2 separate regions of the Ovis aries genome follow, and region 1 is linked to region 2. The links are chromatin contacts, called in public Hi-C maps. All regions are on one chromosome and are shown on one strand. The core of a region is the stretch at or near the end of the contact, and the rest is flanking DNA. Distances in the headings are between cores, read along the strand shown. Region 1 holds the start of KLHDC9 (kelch domain containing 9). Region 2 overlaps F11R (F11 receptor).

Region 1 (5,106 bases), core at 1,587-4,086, 96 kb before region 2:
CCTGTTGGCCTATGCTCTTTATGTTATGCTAAGTCTAACTCCTTAGACAAAGGAGTTGCTGACTGTGCCTCTCACCATGGGCTCTGTGACCTGGCTGAGCTGGGAGAAGGAAGGTAGTTAGAGTGGAGTTTTTCACAGGGTAGTCCATGGGCACCTGCATCCAGATCACCTGGAGGACTAATTTAAAATGCAGCTTCCCAGACCCTCTCCTGTACCCACTGATTCAAAACTGCTGGGGATGGGAGCCACGAAGAGCATTTTAAAAATGATCAGCCAAGGTGATTCTTATGTATACTAAAGTTTCTAAACCATTGTTTTAAAGAAAGGAATCCTTTTAGTGTCTGGGCTCTACTATTTGGTTAAAGATGAGGTTAGAGGTATCATCTGTCCTTCACTTCCCCCAACCACTGTCTATAACAGATGGGGGAAGGGAGTCCTGAAATCCTTACATAATCCCTGTTGCTTGCCCTCTAGATACAGAAGATCATTGAGACACTGACACAACAGCTTCAGGCAAAGGGAAAAGAACTAAATGAATTCCGGGAAAAGCACAACATTCGTCTCATGGGGGAAGACGAGAAGCCAGCAGCCAAGGAAAACTCAGAAGGCGCTGGGGCTAAGGCCAGCTCCGCTGGCGTGTTGGTCTCCTAGAAACCAAAGGCTTCTCTTTGTTTTCTACCCTGATTCCCACTTCTTATTTCTCCTTATTGTTGTTATTATTTTCTCTGCTATTGTAATATTTTTTTGTTAATTAAATGTTTTGGTCAGAATGCGTAGCTCTAGCCTCAACCTTTCAACCCAATATGATGGGTAGAATTTGCATGGGGCATGGATAACCATATGATTTGTGGTTTTGGTTCTATCAGGTTAATGGCTCACAGTATCAGACTAGGTCTTATATTTTATCCTTTCCTTTGCAAATAAAGATGCATCTCCTTACTTACTTCCCTCCCCACCAAAAGATTCAGAGACAGTGTTGACTCTCAGGTTGCAATTTAATCAGCATTTGAAATGAAGATAGCTCTGTGATAATGCTTTGAGTTTGCAACAAAACAGAGGCTTGGCAATGTATCTTGGCACTATTCTTTAGATAAAGATGTCTAGAATGCAAACCTGTGGACTAGCTGTCCTGCCATCCTCACCAAAACCCCCAACCAGGTAGAGCTGATCATTCCAAAGGCAGGTGCGATGGCCCACGCGTTTTAGTCCACGGTCGGCACAGGGGAAGTGGAACCACAGAGGAGGAGACTTTCCTGTTAGGCAAGGGCAGAGGGTGGTTATTGAGGCAGCAGCATCCTGGACCCCATGGGGCTCAAGAAGACCAAAGCCTTGCTCATTGTTTTTCTCCTCCCGTGATTTGCACGCCTCTCCAAAATTTTACATTCTGTGTATTCCTTTCAGTTATCGACTAATTCTTCCTCCTCCCTACCCCTTTACTCCATCCTTAATTTCTCTGTAGTCTTCAGGTTCTGTCTTCCCACCTTTTCCCCTTATCAACCATTAAGCTGGCTCTTACGGGTATCATAGATGTAGAGGTCATTGCAGATGGTGTCTCTGGCTCTGTTCAAAGTTTCTCCACCGAACAGGACAGCAAAGGGACCAACCACAGAACATGAGTGATGGCGCAGGCCTCGAGGCCCCTGCCGGGACCCCTGCCCGCTGCTCACGAGCCTTGGAAGCTTTTCCATCAAATGGGGGGCAACAGGTGGTTCCTCCTTGAGGGAGAAAGAAGGGACGGACTGGAGGGATTTGGGCATCCAAAGTTTAGTCGCGTTCTACCCTTAGCGAGATGTGAGTAGACAATACCTCAATCTTCCCATGACTCCAATGCCCAGCTACTTCTGGTTCAGCTGAGTTGCAGCCCCCAAAGAGTAATAGCTGGTGACCTGGGTGGGGCCCAGGACTTTGGAGCAAAGCAGCACAGTGACCCGAGCGTGAAACAGTGTGGCAGCCTTCTTCCTTATAGCTGTGAAATTCAGGCCTGAGTTGGGTTTTTTGGAAAAGTGCTGTATACTGCCTTTTCCCCACTCCCCTCGCCAACGATTGAAGGGAGACACGGGAAAGGGCCACATGTGGTTAAGTTGAGATGAAAGGGAGTTAAACTCTTAGACATGGAAGGTTCCCAGGGAAGAATGGTGCTAGGGTGAGGATGTTAGATAAGCTGCCTGCGAATCTGTTTTTCCAGAGTGCAGGTGAAGGAAGGGTGAACATTTTAGGGCAGAGGAGGTCATACCAATAGGTGCGGGCGCCAGGGTCCAGCCTTAACGTGTAGACGCTTCCGTAACGACGCTGAGTGCGGGTCCCGCCCTCCCGGCCTGCTACCCGAAGCTCTCGGTCGGAGATTCGGGTACAGGTGTGACTACTGAGGCCGGCGGGGGGGCAGCTGCCGGAGCCGGCGGTCCACTCCTCCCACACATCGCGGTCCGTGTCCAAAGCGGTCACAGTGGCCGAGCGGCGCGACCCGTCCCAGCCGCCCACCACGCAGAGCCAGCGACCGCCCACCGGCGCCGCGTCGTGGTGGCTGCGCCTCGGGCCTCCCCGTGCTGCCGCCCGCACGGCCTGGCCCCCAGCCGGATCGAAGACCACCGTTTCGCTGCTCGGCTCTCTCGCTCCTCCAGCTAGGAGCCCCCCCACCAAATAGAACCGTCCCCGCAGTTCAGTGCATGAATGGAAGGCCCGCGCCAGCAGCGGGTCCCGCGCCACCGGCCGCCAGGTCCAGCCCAAGCCCCGCGCCTCGCCCGCAGCCCCCGCCATGGGACTCGGTAGAGCCGAGCTGCGGGGCCGGCGGCCCGGAGCCTAGCTATATGGAGGCCCAAGCTTCTCCGGAACCGCCCCTACCGGAAGCCCCTCCAGGTCCCCACCTCAAGGCACCCGCTCGCTCCGCCGTCACCCGGCAACCGCTGCCGCAGCTGCAGCACGACGCTGCAAATTGAAGGTCGCAAAGCACTGGTTACCGTGGAGACAGGAGACCTGGCGAGCTACCGGGAAGCAGTGTTGTCACCATGGCAACAGGAGCTGTGCTAGGTCAATGAACTCAGCCCGAGGAGAGCCAGTTCTTCAGAAAGACCCCTGTTGTTTAAGCTGCGAATTCACTTGGGGCTACGACGTTTCAGGTGCCGGTGTTGCTCAGCAAAGATTGAGGAGGAACCATGTCCTTTTGACTTCAGCGTACTTTGTTTGGGGTTGGGGGGGCGGGGGACAGGCCTGCTACTAGGCATGCGGGATCTTAGTTCTCCAAAAGGGATCCGCAACAGGGATCCAACGTTCGCCCGAGGCAGTGGAAGCCTGGCGTCTTAACCACCGGGCAGCCGGGGAAATTCGCTTTGACATTTTCCTGATTGGTTCTGATTTCCCCAGGCATGAGTTAGGAAGAAGAGACAAAAGACAGAGGGCAGACAGTGAATGTAGACCAAGCACCGACCTGGGAGTCAGGAGACCTGGGTTCTGGTTCCAACTATATCCTGACTCTCAAGGTGATTGTTTTTCTCTAGGCCTCTTCTTTCTCATTTATAAAACATCTCTGGCTAATCTCTTAAAGTGAAAAGTGAAGTCGCTCAGTCGTGTCCGACTCTTTGCGACCCGTGGACTCTAGCCCACCAAGCTCCTCCGTCCGTGGGATTCTCCAGGCAAGAATACTGGAGTGGGTTGCCATTTCCTTCTCCAATCTCTTAGTTGTATTACAAACCAGAGATCTGTGGCAAAGATGTGAAGGTCTTGACTGGGCGGGACAGCCCTTTCCTCTCTGGCCACTAGAGGGTAGTAGAGCCCAGTCTCAGGGTACTGTGCGGGGGGCGCGGGGGAGGGGGCGAGGGCGAGAGGGGAGATTGGGTTGGGGTGAGGGAAGAGACCTGGAACTTTGGAGAACTTTTCACTATTGAGTCCTAGGAAGAGTAATTCCTGATTTCATCTTGTCTCATGAACTCATACAGCACAAGGAAACAGGTACTGTGGCATCTGGAACTCAGAATTAAGGGCAGGGAGTTTCTCCTGATAAGATCCAGGGCAGAAGCTGCCCAGCCTTAGAAGCTGGATAGAGGGGAAGGGGGGGAGGAGTGAGAAGAACAGACTCCTGCCCCTCCCTGGTATCGGCCTTTAATTCAAGCCAGGTCCCTGAGCTGCTTCTTAACTCCTCCCTGCAAGACCCAGTGAAGAATGAAGAGGCCCAGATACACACTGACTAATTTTAGCTACAGGTGAAAATGCAGGCAGATTTCTACTTCCAGCATCGCTGAGGTGGGACAGAAACAGGCCTTGTGTCCACCGGGGCTGGGCTGTAAATAGGAGTGATGACTGCTTACTTTTGCCTTTGTTTCTATAGCATCAGCTTGGTCCCCAGCATGTCCCAAAAACTGAGGCCTTAGAGAGTGACTCGAGCTACAGTAGGGATGGAGGTATCATTCAGGGACAGCACAGCAGGGCTTTTCCCACTCCAGATCCTAACTTGTGGTCCTTAGAGAAAATAACATGAAGAGGGTATGGGCAGGAAAGTATGAGGACCTGTTCCTTACCTATACCTTTAAGCTGAGACCCATTAGTAGCTTTGAAAGTCCCTGCCCACCCAACTATAGCTTTCCCTGATTTTGGCAAAAGGGATCCTCAGTTTTTCAGATCGTGGTTAAAGAAAAAAAAATCATTGCTAACATCCTTGGCTGAAATCTGAAAGTCAGTCTTTTCCCTAAGGCTTCTAACTGGCTAATCTCCCAAATGCTGAATTCAAATCTGTCCTAAGATTTCACTGAGGACTCCTAAGATTTCAGTGAGGAGCTGCCTTGGGGTGGTGTCATTTTGCTTTAACCGTCCTGGCCTATATGCCCATTTTAGGCTCTTGCTTTTGCTTAAGTCTGTGGCGGTTCTGCCAGACTCATTTTCTGCCTCTCCTGGACAGAAGAGGGAACTCCCCACCCCAGGGGCCTTTCCAGCTCCTCTCTCCCAGCTTTGTTTTCCTTCTCCTCCCAGCTGCCACTCTGGGTCCTCAGCAGTTGGCATCTCACTTGAACGTGCAGCCTGAACCTCACGTGCTCCTTAGCTGTTCCCTGCCACTTCTGTACCTCTTCCAGTTCCACCTAGTAGTCAGAGGTGTCTGACATGTCCATTGGCATTCCAAAC
Region 2 (5,511 bases), core at 245-2,744:
CATTCTTGGTGTGACCCTGGTCCGGCTTCTCTCCAGTGCTTGCCTTACTCAGGTGCTACCAGACTCTGGCCCCTGATGTCTGTGCTTTCACAGGATGCCTTATTTGTCTTCAAGCTCCCTCAGGGGCCCCCACTATTATCTTAGGTTGTGTTTTGTAATAATTTCAGCCATGTACACCTTCCTGCCTCCCTTCCTTTCCCACCGCTGGCTGAGTGGCCTGCGACTTGTTGAAAGCCTTCTTGTCCCAGCCCTGCAAGGGATCAGAGAGAAGTCCTGACTGATGCCTGCTGACCACAAGTAGACCACCAGAGCAGTGGGGCACCCACTGCCCCTGCATGTGGTGGTTCTCAGATAGGAATCTGGAGCCTGGCTTCTTGGCTCCTTCCTGCTGTGCAGCTTTCTCGAGTGGAGACTGGAGCAGCTGGAATGGTTGTTTGGAAACGGTGTCTAGTCTCTGCCACCTCTGCAGGCCACTGTTTTCTGTCTTCCATGGGAAGTGCCACTGGGATCCTCCTGCACCATCCTCTTCCTGAACACAAGCAGACTGACAACTGTGTCTGCAGGGAAAACAAGACGCTGGTCTGCAGAAAAGAAAGCTGGAGGGGATAGCTCAAACTATCACCCTTCTCTTGGTTGGAACAACTCGACCTGCCCTTTTAAGATATGTCTGCAGGGTTATGGAAATTTGTGTAGCAGTCAGTTCTGCTGAGCATGTGAGTGTGTGTGTTTGTGGTCTTGGCTCTCTGTTGAAATCAAGTGTTCCAGAGTCCTCTTGGGGTGGGAGGAGAGCACCTGGCTGAAGTGTTCCAGGTTCCACGTGATCTGACTCACCCAGGGAAAGAAGCCCACCCTCCCACCTCTGCCAACCCAGATGGCTAGTACACTTCCCAGAGGCCACAGGAAAAGCTGCTCCAGAGCCTGAGGAGGATTTCTCAAATCCTCTGGAGAACCACTTCTTTAGTAGTAAAGTAGTACTACTTTAATTAGAGGATAGGTGTAAGTGAGAACAGGAGTGAGTGGGGTAGACATGCCTGTCCCTGCTTTCCTCATCCCATCTGGACCCTTCTTTGCCCTTGAATCTATTTCTCCCTTTACCCAAGTAGTCTATTTATTAACTAGCAAGAGGGCAAATAAGGGATCTTCTAGGACTGATTTTGCTAATTTTGTGGAGGATACTGTGCACCGTTTCACCATATTCTGTACCCTTATCTGACAGTCCCTCCCAGAACTAAGTTTTCTTTTCATCCAGGGTCCAGAAGGAAAAACAAAAAACAAATCATATTGTCACACACCAATAAAAAATAAGCTTTCCAGGTGGAAATAAAATCTAATTAGACAATAAAAGTAGAGATTGTGAAACGGTTCAGTAAGAATGAAAATTTCAACGTATGTTTCAGTTTCCTGGTTGGGAGACAGGGTGGGTAGGAGTAAAGGGAGTAAAGGGCACAGGGAGGCAGAGGTGAGTCATTACTCTCGCAAGTCTGGAGCAAATGGTTCCTCACTCCCTAGGTCACTTGTGAGGAGTGTGAGTCAGTGATTACCAGCCTTGGAATTCACATCTCCAGCTAACAACAGCCCCTTTGAGTTGGAAAACACCTCGTCTGCTTTCATTTTAGAATGTTAAAACTAATTTTTTAATAAATGTTTATTTTTCACATTGATTTTGTTTAAATCCTGAAGTTCTAGCTTTTAAGAATTGGAACTCCCAGAGTGACTTCGACATTCAATAATCTTCCCTGTAGTCTTTTATTTAAGAGATCAGGGATATCCTTCTACAGAATCTGGTGGTTAGATTTCAGTTTAACTTACCATTGGAAAAGGAAATGGCAACCCACTCCAGTATTCTTGCTTGGAAAATCCCATGGATGGAGGAGCCTGGCAGGCTACAGTTCATGGGGTTGCAGAGAGTCAGACACGACTGAGCCACTTCATTTTCACTTTAACTTACCGTTAGACTGTACTTAATGGTAACGTGAATGAATATAATCTATATTAAAAGGAGACGGGGTTGGAGAGTAGGGTGATTCTGTAGAGATTAGTGTTTAGACATGGACCCAACCTGATTAGAGATAAAATGATTGAACATTAAGGATGTGTTTATTGTCCCTGTGTTAATAGGATTTGTGGATCAAGGTGGGGATGGGGAAAGTGGGAAATGGGTTGGTCCGTTTCTGCATGCTGGGGCATGGGACAGATCAGTAAAGGAGATGAATGAAGAGAGTACAACTTGCACTTTAAAAATCTCTAATTGTGTAACTCTTGCAGTTTATTGTCCCTTTCTTGGTACTAGCTGTAAAAATCTAGTATGAAATGGAACTTTTCTAAGAAGAGGAATTTGTAAGTTTTTTCTTTTTTTGGCCACACTGGAGCTTGTGAAATCTTAGTTCCCCACCCAGGGATTGAACCCTCGGCCCATGGCGATGAAAGCCTGAGCCTTAACCACTGGACCGCCAGGGAATTTCCCAGTGGCTTGTTGAATAATTACTATCATTCATAAAGTTACTGTATATTACTACTATCCCCATTTCACAGATTGGGAAAAAGAGGCCCAGAAATGCTAAGGAACCTAGGCAAGTGTAGATCTGGGATTCAGGACAGCTTCAGAAGAGGCTGGGTAGCATATGTTCTCACAGTGACCCTCCATGAGAAAGAGCAGGAGGAGCTCAAGACAGAATTTAACTTTCCCTCTAGAGGTGTGTATGTGAGGATTAGGAGAGAGCAATGACACTTGGGGGTTTCTCTGAATTGTGACACCCCAACAGTACCTACAGTACAGATTGAGACTAGCAATTAGAAAGCTCTTGGTAGAATGTAGGGCTTGTGAGTGCCACCTTCTGGAATGAAAGATAATGTCTCTGCCTGTGGCCCAAGTGGCAAACCAGGCACATCATGTTTGTGGATAACGAGTGAGAACAGCAACTTCATTAGTTGGCAAAATGAGAATACAAAAAGATCTCAGTGGGCAGGAATGATAAACTTCATCTTAGAAGTTCAGTAGTAGTAAGTGTAAGATTGTATCTTTGGACTTGCAAAACCAATTCTTCATGTATAAAGTTGGAAAAATGTAGAATGTCTAGAAGCAGAGATACTCGTTGCTGACAGTGCTAAGACCCTATATGAAGTTCTGTTATAGGTGGCAAACTTTTTATGATGATTACAAACAAATAGAATATCTTCATAGAAAGTGATATGGATGGTGAAGGGACTTAAAACTGTCATATGGAAACTTCTAAAACCATGTCAAACCCAAAGAATCAAAGACTCATGCAAGATAAAGTTAGATATTTAAAGATTACGGGATGGATGGCCTCAAGGGAGAAAATTGGAATCAATGGATGATGTCCAAGAAAGAAGACTGGTTCTAATTCAAAATGTGCCCTTCAGCGCTTTAAGGAAGGGGTGTTGCATTGTGGGGAAATGTGTGCTTGTGCTTGTGACTGCTCAGTCATGTCCGACTCTGTGACCCCATGGACTGTAGCCCGCCAGGTTCCTTTGCCTGTGGGATTTTCCAGATGGGAATACTAGAATGGGAAGAAAATATACACAACCCGATTTTTATATCATAGTAAAACATGCTGGAGAGAGGACGTGAAGAAGCAATCAATTTCTGTGGTGAACACAGCAACAAACGCTGGAAGTCCTCTAACATGATGATGCTATACGTATTACCCCGTTCTGATACTGTTCTGTTGCCTGCTAGTTGCCGTCTCCACACATTCATCTACCTCAAGAATCAAAGGGACCAAATGTCTGCAAAGTGTTTTGGACATGTCTGTCATGGTTTAATTTCAGTGATAACTTTCTTCCATACATTTTTTTTTTTGTTTGTTTTACAAATCAGAAAGGTGAACTTGGCTCATAGAGTCTACTCGGTGAGCTCAAAGATACCTCCAGAGAGTAAAATTTATAGTGTGACCCCATGGACTGTAGCTCGCCAGGCTCCTCTGTCCATGAGATTCTCCAGGCAAGGATGCGGTAATGGGTTGCCATTTCCTTTTAAAGGGGATCTTCTTGACCCAGGGATTGAACTCCTTGCATTGCAGCCAGATTCTTTACCATCTGAGCCACCAGAGAAGCCCTATTTTATTCATAAAAGTGAAAGTCACTCAGTTGTGTCTCACTCTTTGTGACCCCCACGGGCTATACAGACCATGGAATTCTCCAGGCCAGAATACTGGAGTGGGTAGCCTATCTCTTCTCCAACGGATCTTCCAGATATAGGAAGCAAACCGGGATCTCCCGCACTGCAGGTGGATTCTTTACCAACTGAGCTATCAAAACAAGCTAAAGCACCTAACCTCATTTGATTTTGAACATAGACTTTTAACATTTCTTTGGTCCAGGTCTGTGACATCCCTGTGGAGAAAGAAACTCAGACAATAGAGTAAGTGGGAACATCTGGATTAGAATAAGGGCTAAATCCCCGGAGCCTGCAGCAAAGGAGTGAATGGAGAGCCAGATTTTTTAAAATGTTGAATTTTAAGCCAGATTTTTCACCAACATTCTTTTTTAAGAAAATTATTTTTTATTAAAGGATAATTGTTTTATGGAATTTTGTTGTTTTCTGTCAAACCTCAGCAAGAATCAGCCATAGGTATACGTATGTCCTCTTTCACTAACATTCTCCCCTCTTGATTTTTAAGTGCTAGCCAAATGAAAATAAGTAAATGTTGAAGCGGCCAGGAAGGAGCACATTCAAACCTTCCTTGAATGCTGAGAATGAAGTCCATTTATCCTGGTCTGGAAGGAGCCTGGCAACAGCGGTGTGGCCAGAGGGATAAACAAGGAGCAGGGACAACCCCTAAGGCTTCAGGTATCTCTCTCACCTTTTCCCAACAATATTTTGACAACACTCCCAAGAGACTTGTGACCTAAGTCTGTTTACACACAGAACACTTGAAGTCTACCTTGTAGGGGAAGAAAAGTCATTTCCCCACTACCCTCCTAGGTTCTTCAGTTGGGGTCCTGTCATTAGACTAACAAAAGACAATTTGGGCGTATACAGCATAATAAAAGAATAATAAAGTTTTAGTGAAATGACCCTACAAAAGGAAGAAGACTTTCCAGGATTGGCAAATTGTAGGGAAGTAAGTGTATGGGAGCAGAGAAGGCAATGGCAACCCATTCGAGTGTTCTTGCCTGGAGAATCCCAGAGACAGGAGTGTAGTGGGCTGCCGTCTATGGGGTCGCACAGAGTCGGACACGGCTGAAGCGACTTAGCAGCAGCAAGTATATAGGAGAAACTAATGGGACATGAATGTTAGGTTTGTTATATAGATTTTTTCTTGTACTGTCTCTGGGCTAAAGGCTAGAGTTGTCTCTGGTGATTAACTTCTGTCCTTTCTGGTAAAGGTGGAGGGGTGCCTTAATAAATTTATGTCCTGCTTTTAGGCAAATAGGGAAAGGGCAGAGGGCTTTTCTTCAGCCTCTTTGACTCATTCTCTTCAGCTTGAAATAATCAATACGCCAAAGTGGCATATTGTGGGGTGGCATATTCTGCTACCCATCAAT

The links. Hi-C and Micro-C count contacts between places; a contact is called where the count stands out from the background.
Region 1: a contact with region 2 is called in a Hi-C map of tail adipose tissue, with 5 times the contacts expected there. The contact joins the promoter of KLHDC9 here to the enhancer-like site in region 2. A contact is called at or near these places in 10 of 16 Hi-C or Micro-C datasets (blood, hypothalamus, liver and 4 more).

What each region holds. Positions count from the first base shown.
Region 1 is chr1:112,554,573-112,559,678 of ARS-UI_Ramb_v3.0, reverse strand. KLHDC9 (kelch domain containing 9) reads right to left here and starts at 2,836. Exons shown (of 5, transcript XR_009600599.1): 1 at 2,234-2,836; 2 at 1,807-1,966; 3 at 1,517-1,739; 4 at 1-1,253. PFDN2 (prefoldin subunit 2) reads left to right here. Exons shown (of 4, transcript XM_004002682.5): 4 at 475-776. The coding sequence ends at 651.
Region 2 is chr1:112,456,759-112,462,269 of ARS-UI_Ramb_v3.0, reverse strand. F11R (F11 receptor) reads left to right here. Exons shown (of 10, transcript XM_004002677.5): 10 at 1-1,661. The coding sequence ends at 14. Among named protein-coding and RNA genes, the nearest start is that of F11R, 24 kb to the left of the region's middle. Within about 2 kb of position 1,494, at least 18 of the 54 cell types and tissues checked have an H3K27ac peak or open chromatin away from gene starts, as enhancers often do.